Regions from separate parts of the Mus musculus genome. Here region 2 is linked to region 1. Evidence: chromatin contacts called from public promoter capture Hi-C data. All regions are on one chromosome and are shown on one strand. The core of a region is the stretch at or near the end of the contact, and the rest is flanking DNA. Distances in the headings are between cores, read along the strand shown.

The links. Promoter capture Hi-C pulls out the DNA fragments that hold promoters and counts their contacts.
Region 2: a contact with region 1 is called in a promoter capture Hi-C map of liver, with 6 times the contacts expected there. The contact joins the promoter of A730036I17Rik here to the promoter of Mertk in region 1. A contact is called at or near these places in 12 of 39 promoter capture datasets (the 3T3-L1 cell line, the C10 cell line, the HPC-7 cell line and 7 more) and 1 of 115 datasets of contacts at active chromatin or transcription factors (neural tube).

What each region holds. Positions count from the first base shown.
Region 1 is chr2:128,696,179-128,701,627 of GRCm38.p6, forward strand. It overlaps Mertk (MER proto-oncogene tyrosine kinase), which reads left to right and starts at 2,737. Exons shown (of 19, transcript NM_008587.2): 1 at 2,737-2,925. The coding sequence starts at 2,868. It overlaps Gm39931 (a long non-coding RNA gene), which reads right to left and starts at 2,324. Exons shown (of 5, transcript XR_001783466.2): 1 at 2,236-2,324; 2 at 1,637-1,738.
Region 2 is chr2:129,216,338-129,221,786 of GRCm38.p6, forward strand. A730036I17Rik (RIKEN cDNA A730036I17 gene) reads left to right here and starts at 2,632. Exons shown (of 5, transcript NR_045838.1): 1 at 2,632-3,061.

The sequences.
Region 1 (5,449 bases), core at 1,487-3,986:
GGCTACAGAGTGTCACTGAGATATGGGTTCCAGGTCATTGTTGCCCTGCTAAAATTGCATGAATGCTGTCCACTGGGTACTCTACAAACATGGAAATAGATATAGAAAATAGAGTCTGATTCTATTTTTTCTCACATTTCTCTTCACATAGTTTGGTAAAAAGAAATGCAGTGATAAAATTACAATTTCATTTGGATGTATAGTAAGTAACGCTATATGCCGGCATGCAGCTTTTAAATTTTAGCTCTGTTTGCATGTTTGTGGAGGTGTGCAAGCATAACTGCAAGCTCTTTGACACATCTCTCATGAAGAGTTTATGGTGTGCGGCTTCAAGTATGGCTTGACATTGCTTTCACCCTGAGAGCCACTTGACCTCTGGCTAGGTCACTCAGCACCACACAGCAGCGGTCTACCTTGCTCACTGGATTGCTCACTCTTGGAGCTCTGAGCTCCCATGCCAGACTTCCTCTAAGCTTGTCTAGATCCTTTGGTCCAAAGTCCTTGTCTCCAAATCATGCCAGTGCAGGCAGCAGCTATGTAAATGAACTAACCTTTAGTTCAGGGCTTGGCTGGTTATGTAAAGGGCTGGATTATATGGCTTTGTGAACCATACAATCTCTGTAACGACTATTCTGCTCTGCCACTTCAGCACAAAACCACAGAGATAATATTGCCTATGATGGCTGTGTTCCAGTACTGCAGATGTACAAAGCCAGGCCACAGATTCTCAGGTCCCTTCCCGCTGGGGTCACTCCAGGTGCTAGATACTCAAGGTCACAGACAGAGAGGCCACAGAGAAAAGACAATCCATTTCCTCTGTCCAAATCTATGAATCTAATAAAATGGCCAGTGCTTCATTCCTACTGCATTGGTAGTAGCCTATAAAACAGTACTGTACAAGGGAGGCCCCATTAACAAAGACAGATTTGCGGCTGGAAAGTTGGCTCAGTGCTTAAGAGCACTTGTTGCTCTTGCAGAGGACCAGTGTTAAATTCACAGTACCCAACTGGTAGCTCACAAGTATCTGCAACTACATTCTAGGAGACCCAACACCCTCTTCAGACCTCCATGGGTACCCCAGCATACACATGAATGCAGTCAAAACACCCATACACATAAAACTAAAGTAATTAACCAGAAAGAAAAAAAGTCACATTTGTGTTGAACATGGTAGCACACACCTTTAATTCTATCTAGCACATGGAAGTCAGAGCAGATAGATCTCTGTGAGTTTGAGGCCAGTCTGGTTTACATAGTGAATTCCATTCCAGCTAGGGCTAAATAGTTAGACCTTGCCTTTAAAAGAAAAAAAAAAAGTGAGATTTAAGCAAGTCCTAGTGGCACACACGTGCAGTTCTAGCTACTAAGAAGGCTGGAATATTTGCACAACCAGGAATTCAAGTCCAGCCTAGGTAGCATAGCAAGACCCTGTCTGTCCTACGTAGATTTCTATTGTTGTGATGACCAAAAGCTACTTGGGAATTTATTTCAGCTTACAGTTGAAATGCATCATGAAGGAAAGTCAGAACAGGAATTCGAGGCAGGAACCTGGAGGCCAGAACTTAAGCACAAACCATAGAGGAACTGCTTACTGGCTTGCTCAGCTTGCTTTCTTATGCATCCCTGAATGACCTACCCGGGAATGGCACCATCCACAGTAAACTGGGCTCTTTCACATCAAGCACCAATCAAGGGTCTGTTTAATCCAGCGCTTCTGGTTTGATGTCCTCCTGCAGGGCTAGAGATGCAAGGAGCTTATTGTATCACAGTGCGTATGGGTCTGTCCTCAGTTTCAGTAATAAATACTTTAAATTTATCAGGGTGGTTTACTCTGGGCTCTAATGTGATCTTATCTCCAAAGAAAAACAAATCATTCTATTTCCTTTAAGAAAGCCTCATACGCCTTCCGTTTCTTTGAGATTCACAATCTGATGCCGTGGTTTGGGCCTCCCACCCTTTCCTGTAACAGCACTTTCTTCCATCCCTGTTTCAAACTCTTTCCTTACAGGATTCGGCTTAGTTCTCCCCGAGCTAACCTCTGGGGTGGAGGTTGCAAGATCTTGACGCCAGGGTCCGCTCTTGCACTCCGTTTCAGTAGCCAGGGGGAGGACCTGGCAAGCAGGGTGTGCTGCCACGGCGGCCACAGCCTCTGGAATGCAGCTGCTAGGACCTCTTATGCCAGTAGAGCCTGAACTGCAGAATCGCTGCCCCTCCAAAGCAGCTGGACCCACTAACCTTTAAAGGTCTTGGAGTTGCATCCGTCGCTCTCCACTAAATTCGGCCTCTACCCTTTCCAATCCCTTCTACCTACCCATACAGAGTGAGATTCCTCTGATGTAACCAAGTAGCCAGAGATCATCCTCCCGATTATTTTCTTTCTTAGCCCCCTCCCCTTCCTCTCCGTCTCTCGGTCCTTTTAGCTCAAGATGGTGGCCCTCCTTAGCTCTGTTCCATCTCCTCCAGCACCTCCCTTCCAGATTTCCTACACACTCAAGCCAGGGGTTAACCTGCTGGAGTTGACCCAAGTTCCATTCTGCCCCGCCCCTCCACCCTCCCTAGGGCTTGTCCTTGGATCCTCCCCTTCCCGCCCCCTCCTCCAGTTCCATCCTTCTTTGCTCTCTTTGCCCTTCCCCCTTCCCGCCCCTGTCCACTCCAACCTGCTGGCCCCTCCCGGGCCTGAGCCCTGGGCCCGCCTCTTCTAACTTAGGACTCCTGCGATCCCCAACTCCGCACTGCCACTCTGGCGCCTGCTGCCCGGGCGGCCGGGACTGAGGCGCTTCGCACGCGCCCTCGGCGACTGGCGAGTTTGGGACGTTGGTGGATACGTGCATCTGTCCGGAGAGAACTGCCAGATCCGCGGCCCCGCGATGGTTCTGGCCCCACTGCTACTGGGGCTGCTGCTGCTACCCGCGCTCTGGAGTGGAGGTGAGTGCAGGTTGCAGGGTCTCCGGGAGCTGCTACTCATTCCAGCGAGCCGTAGAGGGTTATGGGGGCTCCCTAGCCGGGTCTTGGGGTGCACGTCTTAGTAGAACCGATGGGAACCGAGAGCTTCCCATTACCACAGAGAAAGACCTCAAGCCCGGTTGGGCGCTCTGGGAGCAGCGAAGTTTGAGCCTTTAAGAAATGCAACTCAGGTCTGGCGTGGCATGCACCAAGAACTTTACCCTCAACACTGTCTAGCCTTGCCGAGCTTTGGCGGGGTTTCTGCGAATCATAGACCGAGGATTCCAAGGTAATTCCACGCCGTGAACCAATAAGTAGCTGCAAAAGTTGGATGTCACCGTTAGCGCGTGGCGTTGCTTGGAGGCTAGGTGTCCCGCCAGGGAAAGACTAGTTCTGGCTTCTCCCCTGGGCTCTGCTGAACATTGTGTTAGCCCTCCTTTGTAGGGACAGCCTGTCTGTGAGTGTAAGAAGCCTGCAAAAAGCCGAGGGGGACGATACGGTCCTTTCACTATTATTACTGTGGAGCGGAATCTTTTTTGTTTGGGTAGCACAAACAAGTGCTCAGACCACAAGTGCTCTCACAAGCGGTTCAATTTGACATGCTGGATTGATTAGCGCAAACAAGTATGGCAGGTTCCTCCAACAGATGACACTGAGGCACTTTGTAAAGAAGCTGCTGGGGGGAAAACAAAACAAGGTTTTTCCAAAAAGAAATAGACGCAGGAGGGGTTGGAAGACTACTATAAGCAAGCACATTTCAGGTATTGTTCCTTCAGGTATTGCTCCTGCCCTAAAAGATCTGTTTCTATTCGGAGTGTAATTTTGTCTCTTTGATCTTGAATCTGGTAGACTAAAGTTTGTCTTTTAAGGAAAGTTTGGTTTATGGTTTAGCTACAAACCTCATTTTTCCTCTCAAAGTTCATTTGCTCAAATGAGCTTTTTTTTCTTTTCTTTCCTTTTCTTTTCTTTTTCTTTTTTAAACAATTCTTTCCTTGCACATTAAATTACATAAGCAATTTGTAGTTTGAGGCAACGTGACAATTTGCAACAAACATCAACAGCCAAAAAACGAGCTAAGAACTGAGACCACTCTATTCTCCATTACTAAACCCTCAAAAGTTCCTCAGCCTTTCTGCCAGGACTGTTCTTAATAATCCGCTGAAAGTCGGGTATACTTTTGCTACTAGCCCTAGCAGGCCACGCGTCATTTTGGAGGCTGTGACTGTCATAAGCATGGGAAGAGTGATAGGAACCAAAGCTTTTGTTTGATATTTTTAAATCTATGCTTTATTTTCTTTTTGTTTTTGTTTGTTTGTTTGTTTGTTTGTTTTCGAGACAGGGCTTCTCCGTGTAGCCCTGGCTGTCCTGGAACTCACTCTGTAGACCAGCCTGGCCTTGAACTCAGAAATCCGCCTGCTTCTGCCTCCCAAGTGCTGGGATTAAAGGTGAGCGAGTGCCACCACTGCCCTGCTATGCTTTATTTTCTAAGTTTTGAAAACGTGTGATGAAGTTCTGTAGCTGACAGACATAGACAACCGTAGAAAGGCTTAAAATGCACGCTGAGAAAGAATGAAAGTTTCTCAATTTTTTTCTACCTGAATTGGAGCTGCTGAGAACGTGTTTCAGGAGTCCCAGTCTTTCCTCTCTGCTTGGCCCCTGATTTGGACCACGGTGTGGGGGGAGGAGGGAAAGGGGGCGACCGAGCTGTATAAGGGGCACACAGTGTCCCTAGGGAGGGTCAGATAGGGAAAGAGGATGAAGGAGAAGTTTGAAAGTGCATAAAAATGAAGCCAGTCTGGTGACTTCATCTGTGACTAAGATGTGTGAACCCTGAGAACAAACCCGGCTTTTAAAATGGTCGATTTTTTTAATTTTTGGTTTTTGGTTTTTCGAGACAGGGTTTCTCTGTGCAGCCCTGGCTGTCCTGGAACTCACTCTGTAGACCAGCCTGGCCTCGAATTCAGAAATTTGCCTGCCTCTGCCTCCCAAGTGCTGGGATTAAAGGCATGGGCCACCACCGCCCAGCTAAAATGGTCGATTTCTTAAATTGACACTAAAAACAAACATTCCAACTTATTATAAACATTTTTTCCAAGAACTCTAAGTGACCCCTCTTGCTTTTTGGAAGTAAGTAGGGTTCATTTGAATAAATGAGTGAATGAATTTTGTTCTTTAAGATAGTAAGCACGATATAACCGCCTTTGAATTAACAAAATTGAGCTTTAATTTTAAAAAAGTTTTATTTTATCTGTATGGGTGTTTTGCTTGTATGTGTGTCTGTGCATCATGTGCATGCATAGTTCCCAAGGAGATGACCAGAGGGCACTGGGTCCCTGAAATCAGAGTTACAGGGAGTTCTGAGCCGTGCTGGGAATTGAACTTGGGTCCTCTGGAAAACAGTCAGTTCTCTTAACCACTGAGCTATCTCTCCAGCTCAAAATTAGGTTTGGTTTTTTTGTTTTGTTTTGTTTTTTGAAACAGGGTTTCTCTATATAGCTCTGACTGT
Region 2 (5,449 bases), core at 1,382-3,881, 520 kb after region 1:
TTCTCCAGTGGGCTGCATAGCACCTTCTAACAGTATGAAAGCACCCAGTAGAAGGCACTTCCAGGTCAGTCCTAGCTTGATGTCCTACAACTGACCTATGTAGTGTCTTCAGCAGTAGGTAAGTTCTAGACAGTAGTCAGGAGCAACAGTCATAGTTTGTACTGCTTTGGAGACCTCTGTGGCCTCTGTGAGCGACAACTCATAGGGAGGTAGCTGGATCTTTGTTTAATAATCCATGGTTTGTAGGAGTAGCATCATTCACCATCCATGCCTGGTGTCTCCATTCAAACTCCCTCTATAGAAATTATACCTAGCCAGCTTCTTGGGCCTAGTGTGGTCAGGGGCCTTAGAAGAGAGTCTACTGCCATCAGCTTGCTAGACCAGCACAGTTCCTTACTACATTCTAAAGCTTATCCTGCTTGCACAGGAAAGTGTAGCTCCCACTCCTCATCAAGGAAGCCTCCTTTTACAGCAAAAGGCAACCATAACAGAACTGCAACTGGACACATGTAGAGATCAAGGATGTGAGGAACCCAGGCCCCAGTGAGTTCATCCACACCACAGCTCCGGCATCCGTGGCTCAGGGGACATTGCGGAAGAGGGGGTGGAAAGATTGTGAGAGCTGGAATTCCATCAAGTCTGCTGTGAAATATAAAAAAGACCAGAACAAGGGCAATATCAATGGACAATTTCTGCTTTGTCCCACTCCCTAGACAAAGAAGTATAAGTAACTATTGACTGCTGGGAGAAAGGAGGACTGGCCTCTCCCAGGAATGAATCCCCTTATTGGTTGTCCGATCTAGAATGATTAGCCCTGAAATTATATACATTAAAAAAAAAAAGGACTCAGCAGGTTGTATTTACATATTTGTGTATGTATATACACATACATAGACATGTACTCACTAATAATCACATAAAAACAGGCTCTCAGCTTGAGAGTTGGGGGGCAGGGGAGGGGCTGGAGGGAGGAAATAGAGGCGGAAGTGATGTTACTATTTCAATTAAAATATATTTTAAGGCTGGGCTGTGGTGGCACATGCCTTTCTTTTAATCCCAGCAATTGAGGCAGAGACAGGTGGATCTCTGAGTTTGAGGCCAACCTGATCAAAAGAGTTCCAAGACAGCCAAGGGCTACACAGAGAAACCTTGTCTCAACAAAACAAAAGCAAACAAAAAATAAAAATCATAGCATATGAAGTAGTGGGTTTGCACAGGGCTTCCTTCCTGTGCATTTTTAGTCTTGGTTGACTTGCCTCTAACCCCTCCCATTCCCTTTCCCTCACCCCTGAGTTGTTTATTCTTGGTAAGCCCCCTTGGAGTCTGGAAGTCAGACGGCTTCATTCTAGAATGAATGTCAGTCCTGAATCACTGTCACCAGTAAGCTTCCTGTCCTAAGAGACACACACTACACAATCCTGCCACTGCTCATTTGCAAGTGGCCTTAAGTGTTGCAAGGTAGGCCACGCTGGGCCACGCCAGGTTTTCAATCTTTATTACCTGCTCGGCAGCAAATAAAAATGTCTGCTCTCCTCTGCCGCCTTACGCTTTCACCTCCAGGCAGTATAAAGTGCTGGCAGAGCAAAGGTGGCCCATTAAGGCTTGCTCAGTAAATGCTCTGGTGTTCTTTGTAAGACCTCACGAAACGGAGTGCCTGCTCTGCTGAGCCTCCCCTCTTCTGTAACATAGGATGTTTGCACGCATCTTAATTACCATGTCCTGCCCTTGCTTTCACTAAAGCCTTGTTTAGTGCTTTGCCCTTCTTAATAAGGTCACTGCATCCACTCTATCCTACTGCTGATCTGCCTCAATCTTTACCTGGTCTAAGAAACCTTAATTCTTTAAATGCCTGCTTTTCTTGTTTTCTTCTTTCTTTATCTGTGCATGTGTGCATGTATGGAGGTCAGAGGTCCCTAGGTGTCTACCTCTATTGCCGTCAAACTTCCTTTTTGAGTCAGGGTCTCTCAGAACCTGAAGTTTGCTATTTCAATGAGGTTGGCTGGCCAGCAAGCCCCAGGTGATCTACCTGTGTGTCCCTCCTCCGAGTGGCCGTAGACACGCATTGCTGTGCTCGGCTTCTATGTGGGTGCTAGGAATCTGAACCCAGGTCCTCAGGCTTCTGCAGCAAATGCCTTGCCCACGGAGCGATCTCCTCATCTCCTACACTTTTGCTGTTTCATGTGAGAGACAAGAAAATTCTGAGGGCTGAGAAGGGTCAGGCAGCTGGGCATCAATGGAGAGTGTGAAGATGCTACTACCAAACCTACTTTTGTGGTGGAGTATACTTGCGGCTGTGAAATGAAACACAGGCTGCTCACGGGTAGTACTTGCCTTCCAGAAGACTGGGCTGTTACAGCCGGGGATGGTGTTGAGTGGTTGGTCCCTGCTGAGTACACTGTGGTGCAGTGCAGAATGCTTCTTTTTAAAAAGAGTGAGATGGTTATTTGCTGGGAAATGGTAGCAGGTCTCCCTGACTGGGATATTATTGCTGAAGACCTAGATAGCAGGTCTCCACTTCCATTCATTCTATTTCTGGAAGCAAATGTTCTCTAATTGCAGGCTGGAGCTGAATGCTTCACAGTGTTTCCCACTGTGCTAATTGGAAAAATATAATTTTCAACTCACTGTGTCCTGCTTTGCACAATAACGGCTGGCAGCTGGATTCCCAGTTCAGTTCTTCAAGTGAACTAGTATTTTGTAGTTTAGTGTGAAGGACAATAGACCTTTCAGGGTCCCAGAGAGAGCCTATACTGTATAAAGAACCACTGGAGAATGTCCTCTGGTCTGAAAATATATACCAATTGACTTCTGGGTTGTCCTAGGAGTCTTTATTAAATTTAATTTCTATTAAAATGTTTGGGGAGCCAGCTCTTGGGAATACTAATCAATATTAGTTGAACAGTCCCATGATGAATCTTACATGCACCTTATTGATCTGGAATGAAGGTAATTTTCTTTTACCTGACATCTTGTCTGTCTCCTGGCAAGCTCTCCGTTGGCCTCCATGTGTTCAACCTCACCAGCATTTTGAGACTCAAGTCAGCATGGGAGCAGAGAGCGGGTAAGTAGTGTTTGTGTTTAGAATCTGGTTTTCCTTTAGAGCAGTGGTTCTTAACCTTCCTAATGATGCCGCCCTTTAACACAGTTTCTTATGCGGTGGTGACCCTCAACCCTAAAGTTATTTTTGTTGCTACTTAACTCTTACCTGTAATGTTGTTACTGTTACGAATGTCTGTGTTTTCTGATGGTCTTAGGTGATCCTTGTAAAAGGGTCCTTCAGCTCTAAAAGGGTCTCAACCCACAGTCTAAGAACCACTGCTTTAGATGGCTCTATCTCTTCGTATGTAGAAACACCATCTACAGTAGAGGAAGGCTTTGCTCTCAGAGCTTCCTGTGGAAGTAGCGGTCTTGCTGTCAGTGGTATGCCTCCCCTGTGCGGCCTGTAGGCTGAGAAGTACAGGCTTTGGGCCCGGACATGTCTGGGCTCACTCTCCAGCTCTACCACTTACAGTTGGGTGACCCAGGAGGCTAACTCATTCATTGATATGTCCGTTGTTCATCCAAAAGATGGGGATGACAACACCACTGACATCCCAGGGTTTTCATGAGGATTAAATAAAATGATGCATGTGATCTGGTCAATGACCTCAGCCTTCTCTGTCATGTTTCTGAGAGGCTGCTACTCTCCGAACAGGCTTTTGCAGCAGCTGCTTCTGCCTTCGTTGCCCCCTTCCTGCTTTCCTCTTCTTCCTCCCGAGGTTTTGCTGTGTCTCTCAGGCTGGTCTTGTGTCTTGGGCCTCAGCTTCCTAGCTACTGAGATTACAAGCTTGCCTGGCTTTGCAATTCTCCCGGCAAGGTAATAGTCTACTAGGCACTGATTCTCCGGGCATCTTACTTTGACTGTGTGATGTGACAAGCAGGTTTTCTGAACTGGTAACTTCATCTCAAGTCTGAGCTATGAGTATATGACCTTGAATTGCCTCAGTTTAGGTTGAGCTGTGAATGATATGAAGAAATGAAGATGGTTTATTTCTCTCCCCAGCACAAGAAATCTCAGTCTGTTATAACAGCTCCAGAATGATCAGGGTACAAAGACAGGATCTTCCTTTCTTTCTGGTTCTATTTTTAACATGTGGTTACCATCTCCACAGATAAGTACCCAAAGTCACCAGATATCTGAGTAATAGCAACTTTGATAGCACAACTGGGTTCTAATGAGTAGGAACTAGTACATATACCTTATTCAGGCATATGTGTAAGTCAGTAGGTAGGTACACATCCCACTCCTGGTACCAATCTGCATCAGGATCCAGTTAGAAGACAGAGATCATAGGTTTAAACCATATGGGTGTTTTCCTCAATTACTCTTTACCTTACCCATTGAGGCAGCTTCTCTCAGTTCATCACAGAATTTGTCATGTTGTCTGGTTTTGTTAGCTAGCTTGCTCTAGGGATCCCCTGACTCCACCTTGGGGAGCTGGAATTACATACAGGTGACATTTACTTGAGAGCTAGAGATCTCTGGTTCCCTCACTTGCATGGGAGCGCTTCACCCACTGAAGCGTTGTTCCACACCCCGCCTTCAAATAAAAGTTATTTCAACAGAGAATTTAGACTTTGAATTTTAGTTGTTAAGTAGGTGTGAAGTGCTAACCAGGCAATTGAGACAGCAGGGGGACTCTGAGGCATCATTGATAGCAATGAGAAGGCAGGACAAGGAAAGAAAGGATGGAGTTGCCAATAAGAGAAGCCTACGACAAGGACAGGTCATTGCCTAATTTGTGTGCTGTGTGCTCTGTCCTTGTGAAACAGTCTTAAAGATGAAGTTTTTTGGGGGATGGTGGTGCAAGATTGCGGAGAACAGAGTGCTAGTGGCCAGTGAGGTCAAGCATTGTGAGGCCTGGCCAGCTCTGTGAGAGCCAAAGGATATACACGGGAACTGAGCACATGAGAAGAGACTGCTGAGTGAAGAAATCATCTTTCCGGAAGAGGAAGCAGACCCGGAGGGAGTTCCTTTTCCTTTTTCCAGTCCCCAAAGCTCTCTATAGGCAGCGAACACCTGCAGCCATTGGCAAACAGACTTGGAAGAGTTCCCAGACCACCACCGGCGCACAGCAGGCTGGGCTTGAAGTTGAGCTGCCACAGCTTCCCAGACCACACCCCTGGTACCTGCTGGCATCCCCCTTGCCCACTCCCCACCCCCGACGTTAGTGTATTTCATGCTCCATGGAATGGTGTGTTGTCTGACAGGTGAGACTCAGACATGATCACATGACCAGCCCATACTAAGTGACTTCACTATCTGTGTGTGGATCTTGCCTGAACCACTAATCACTAATCACTAAGGTAACTTTGTAAGTGAGTTTCTATTTGTCTTATTCCTCGAACAATTATTAGGCAGCATTCACTGTAAAGAAGAATCATCTTCTCTTGTTGGGTGGATTTGGAG